Regions from separate parts of the Lathyrus oleraceus genome. Here region 1 is linked to region 2. Evidence: chromatin contacts called from public Hi-C data. All regions are on one chromosome and are shown on one strand. The core of a region is the stretch at or near the end of the contact, and the rest is flanking DNA. Distances in the headings are between cores, read along the strand shown. Region 1 holds the start of LOC127075854 (peroxisome biogenesis protein 16). Region 2 holds the start of LOC127075852 (phospholipase D gamma 1).

Region 1 (2,700 bases), core at 66-2,565, 430 kb before region 2:
ATTTAATCTTAATTAACTAATCAATGAATGAAATTAAATCTAATTATTGTAATTTGACTATTAATTGGCTAATCAAAGTATTTAATTAAGAAAAAATGTACTCTAGGTTCTTGTCATTTTTTTAAAACTTTTTATCTATACTAAAAAAAACTAATCATTATTGTTACTTTTCAAATAATAATTCTTCTTTTACCTATAATATCCTTAATTATTTATTATATCCATTTTACTTTTTCTCTCTATATATAATAATTATCTAGAGTTAATTTTGACAAAAATGCGGTTAAAACTTCCTTAAACTTTACAAGTGACAATTAAAAAGGAACAATTTTTTTTTAATAGAAATGAAATTTTTGATAAGAATATAAAGATAATTAATATAAAATAGAGTAAATTTGATATTAATATGATTATTTGAATATCCACTCCACATATATTAAAAAAACATTCTAAAAATATATCATAAATTTTACATTTAAATTTAATATGATAAATATTATACTATAAATATTTCGAACTATATCTAGATTAAAATAAAATATATTGAAAAATCATTATAAAATTAAAATACAAATAATATAAATTTCATTTTTAAAATATATTTTAAAAATACATCTATCAAACAAGTTTTTTCATTTTCTCATCTCTAAAACAGTTTTTAAAAATAAGATTGTCAAATAGATTTTATTTTATTTTATTCTTTAAAACAATTTTTTAAAATTGATTTCAAAAATAATTTTTAAAAACTAAAAACAAAAAGCCATTCAAACAAGCCTTAGGGCCTGTTTCCTATTTTAAAAATTAATTATCTCTTTAGAATACCAATGTCCTCTTTCCTATTTTTATCTCTCTCAAATTAATTATCTCTTTAAAATACCAATGTGATATTTATTATTTCTTTTTATTTATTTATCCTATTTTATTATATTTTAAATCATGTAATTACTCAACTAGTTATTATTAATAAAATTATTTGAATAAATAATATTCGTTTTATCATTGAAATTAACATAACTAAGTATTATCTTAAAAAATATAAAAATCTAAAAAAATATATATTTTATTGAGAGAGAAGGGGGGAGTAATAAATATTTTTTATATTCTATAGATCTATTAATTATGAAATTTTGTAATGGTTAGAACTCACTGTTAAAAGGTCCAATTAAATGAAAACTCTACACATTTACACATAGGTAATTTAACACCTTTAATTTAGATTAAACATCTCAAATCACTCCTTCCCAAAATTAATTTAGATCAAATAATCAAAATCCACAATGAAATCACACAATTACTACATGAATCTCTTTTCCTATGCATAAGTTGATTTTTTCTTAGTTCAAAAAAAAAAGTTCATATTTTCTTAATTGCACAGTCTCAAAAGCCATCACCGAATCATAACCGTCCATTCTTTAAGATATCAATCACCTCTCATCGAAACGGTGCATGAGCTATAGAACCTTGCACAGATCAACGGTTAGAAACAGATCCTCGTTAGGTTTCATTCTGTCGGTTCCGTGTTTTTCTGATTGAAACCCATCTTCAATTCACGCATCTTGTTCAACTGGATCGATTCCAGAACCTTCCGAGTTTGAATTCGAGAGTGATTTTGTTTCTTAGTCTATGATTTTGTTGTTTTTGTAGTTTTTGAAGCTATGGAGGCTTATAAGAGATGGGTGAGACAGAACAAAGAGTACGTGCACTCTTTAGAATCTTTGGCCAATGTAAGTTTGTGTTTTGGATTAACAGTTTTACGGTATTGTAGTCAATTGTTTAGAATGGTCATGATTTTGTGCTGTTATCCATTACAATGACATGTAGATAGATACATGTAGTAATTTGAGAAAATAGAAGTGATTGAATGTATCCACATGTTTCGGCGTCGAATCGGTATCCGATGCAGCTTTAATATGAAGTGTTGGTGCTATATAGGTAGTTTATACTTGTTGCAATATCTATGACTGGTGAAGGGTAACCCGAATATTAGAGGAGAATGGTGATTCTGATATGGATTTTGTTGTTTGTTAGTTTTGGCTATGCTATGATTCTTTTGATGATAATTGTAATATTGCGATTTCCTTCATAAAATCGTACAAATTGGTGTTTTGCAGTAAACATATATTCATAAGATAGCACTGAAAAATGCAATCTTAAAACAAATTTAACAACCATTTTTGTGATTGTGATTGTCATCTCTGTAACACGGCAGTTTTATTCGAAGTCATCTCAGGTGTCTCTTAGACTGACTTGACATCTACATATATGATTACCTACATTATGTATTATTTGGGGTGGTTAAGAATCAACACGAGAATAAACTAAGTGTAATAAAGATGAGGATATTGCGTTGGATGTGTGGTAAGATTAGACAAAATATGATTAGAAATGAAAATATTAGAGTGTCAGGGTAGCATTTATAGTAGAGAAGATCGTGGAAAATAGACTTAGGTGATTTGGACATGTAGAGAGAAGACCTGTAGATTTTCTGATAAGGAAAGTAGATAAGATGGAGAGAAGTCAAACAATTAGAGGAAGAGGAAGACTTAGAAAGACTATAGGAGAAATTATTAAGAAAGATCTTGAGATTAACAATTTGGATAGAAGCATGGTCCTTGATAGAACATTATGGTAGAAGTTGATCCATGTAGCCGACTCCAATTAATGCGATAAGGCTTGGGTGTTGTTGTTGTCTCAAATTAT
Region 2 (2,700 bases), core at 37-2,536:
GTGCAACAGGAACATAAAAGTGTTGCTCCCAAACAGGATTTTCACTATTGCTAATCACAAAAGTTCTACCAACTACAGCATTTAACAAAGAAATCGAAACATAAGGATCACTAGTAATCTTCCTACTCATTGTTCCCTCAATCTTATTACCCACATTACCAGGAAATTTGCCAAACATATCATCTAAAGTCTTATGAAACATATCCATATTAGGAAGATTCTTAGCTCCATGAATACATATATCTAAATTACCATGCAGGAGCAAAAATTTGAGAGACCCTTTATTCTGAACAGGAACAATCTGCAAACTCTGGTTATACACTGAGTCATCCGATGAAGCAGCTGAAAGTTTGGGTGAACCCCCCAAATCAGAGTAAGAATTTTCAAAACCTGAAAAGGAATGATGACTAGAATGGCCACAAAAGTCTTCTTGTCTCTCTTCGGTTGAAACTGAATTGGAATGTGTAAATAATGGAGGTGTATTTGGTCTGTTATCAGATATCTGAGCATTGTTCATAAGATCACTCAAAGTAGGGTAAGCAGAACTCTGAGGAGAGTTTGGATCATCTTTAATTGGAAGGGCTTGGTAAGGATAGGGATAAGGGTAAGAGTAAGGGTAAGGATAAGGATAAGCATGAGATTGTTGAGGAGGAGGATACTGTGAAGGGTTTGATGGAGGAGGTGGTGGTGGATAGGAGTAGTTGTAGTTGAAGGGGTATGAAGAATTTGGTGGATATGGTGAATAAGGTGCAGCTGCAGGTGGAGGTTGATGTGGATCAGCAGGATCTTGAGATTGAGATGAAGGTGGAGGTGGATATGATGAATATGGAGATGGATAGGAATATGGAGGGTATCCATATGGGTTTGGATATCCATATGGATGTGGAGGACCATGATTATCCATGAATCAAACCTCAAAATTGAATGATGATTATGCAGAAGAACAATTCAAAATTTGATCTTTATTGCATATGCATACAAGGGTCATGGAGGATCCTATTAAAGATTTGACCTTTGATGCATATGCACAAAAGGGTAATCGAAGGTACCCTGAAACGGATCAATGGTGGGTAAAAACTGAACCTAGCTGAAACTGAAAGGGGGGATTTTATGAGGTAAAAGAGGGAAAGTTAATGGATTTTGAAGATTTTGCGATTTGGAAGATTTGAAAGAGAAGAAAGTTTATGGAGTTTCTCTGGTTTTTCTCATGCACACCAGGTCAGCTTGGTCCCACCATTGACGATGTGTACAAAGCTCACACGCGGCATACGGCTCTTACAGGTTGAAGGGGAAGAAATGTTACTTTTTTAATAACATATATAGCTTATATTTATTAAATTCATTGAATAATATTTTTGATCTAGATTAAATATATTAATTATTTAATAAATTAAAAAATAAAAAGATTAAAGGTCTTATAACTTAGATATTAAGATATCTTTAAAAAAAATTGAGATGGTATAGTTTAGCTATTAAGATGTGTTTATTTGATGGTTTTACAATTTGTTTTTTTAATCAATTATTATAGAGAATGTTATTTCTATAAGTTTATTTGATAGATTTTTAGATATTCTATATCCATTTTTTTAGCTAAATTATTTAATTTATAAATATAAAATTAAAATAATATATTATTTTCCATTTTTATATAAAATATATTACACCCCCCTTTCTCGAACTCATATTAAATGTTTGTTAAAATAGTTTTTTTTAATGTAAGATCTTTTCTTTATCACATCAAATTTTTAATTATTATTTATTTATTTTTATAACTATGATTAGGGATGAAAATAGATTAGGCTATGTTAGATTTTAGAAGGTCTGAGTCTGACCTACGATAAATTTATAAAATCTGAGACTGACCTACGATAAATTTACAAAGCACGGGTTTGTCTTATGACCTACTATAAACTCTTTTTTTGGTATGGTCTTGCCTTTTTAAAGTCTGGTATGACCTGAAAGACTATTTAAAAACCTATTTTTTATTAAGGTTTTCAATTAATTCATATTAGTTAAGAAGTCTTATACGTCAGTCATCGATTAAATCTAAATTAAAGACAATGATTTGAAGTAAGTTAAAAATAAAATTGAACCTCTCTCTCTCTCTCTCTCTCTCTCTCTCTCTCTCTCTCTCTCTCTCTCTCTCTCTCTCTCTCTCTCTCTCTCTCTCTCTCTCTCTCTCTATATATATATATATATATATATATATATATATATATATATATATATATATATATATATATATATATATATATATATATATATATATATATATATATATATATATATCTTTGATTAGTGGTTAGATAAGCAATGTACATATAAATACAAAGGTAAAACGCCAACAAAGAGGTGTTTGATGATCCTTACAAAAGGAAAATCCAAAGATAAGAGGGATATGACAAAGATGTGATCTTGTTTGTATGCAAGGATATAAATGACATATGGGATCTTAGGATTAAAAATTATGGTATGACAGATGCCCCTATTTAAGTTTCTTCAATTCGGAGATATGAAGATTGAAATCTTCGTCTCAACGAGATTGAAGAGATTTAAATACATAAGACCCAATTTTTGGCCCTAAGATACCGCAAAAATGCTTATGATATGATATGAATGCACACAAGGATCTTTGTGGGGAATATAGTGCCATGAGAGACAAAGAGTTGCTGGAGAAAAGAGTAAACTGAAACTCTGTAG

What was found. Hi-C and Micro-C count contacts between places; a contact is called where the count stands out from the background.
Region 1: a contact with region 2 is called in a Hi-C map of leaf, with 10 times the contacts expected there. The contact joins the promoter of LOC127075854 here to the promoter of LOC127075852 in region 2. A contact is called at or near these places in 2 of 2 Hi-C or Micro-C datasets (both in leaf).

Annotation. Positions count from the first base shown.
Region 1 is chr4:428,053,062-428,055,761 of CAAS_Psat_ZW6_1.0, reverse strand. It overlaps LOC127075854 (peroxisome biogenesis protein 16), which reads left to right and starts at 1,315. Exons shown (of 8, transcript XM_051017348.1): 1 at 1,315-1,724. The coding sequence starts at 1,656.
Region 2 is chr4:427,627,883-427,630,582 of CAAS_Psat_ZW6_1.0, reverse strand. It overlaps LOC127075852 (phospholipase D gamma 1), which reads right to left and starts at 1,286. Exons shown (of 10, transcript XM_051017345.1): 1 at 1-1,286. The coding sequence starts at 904.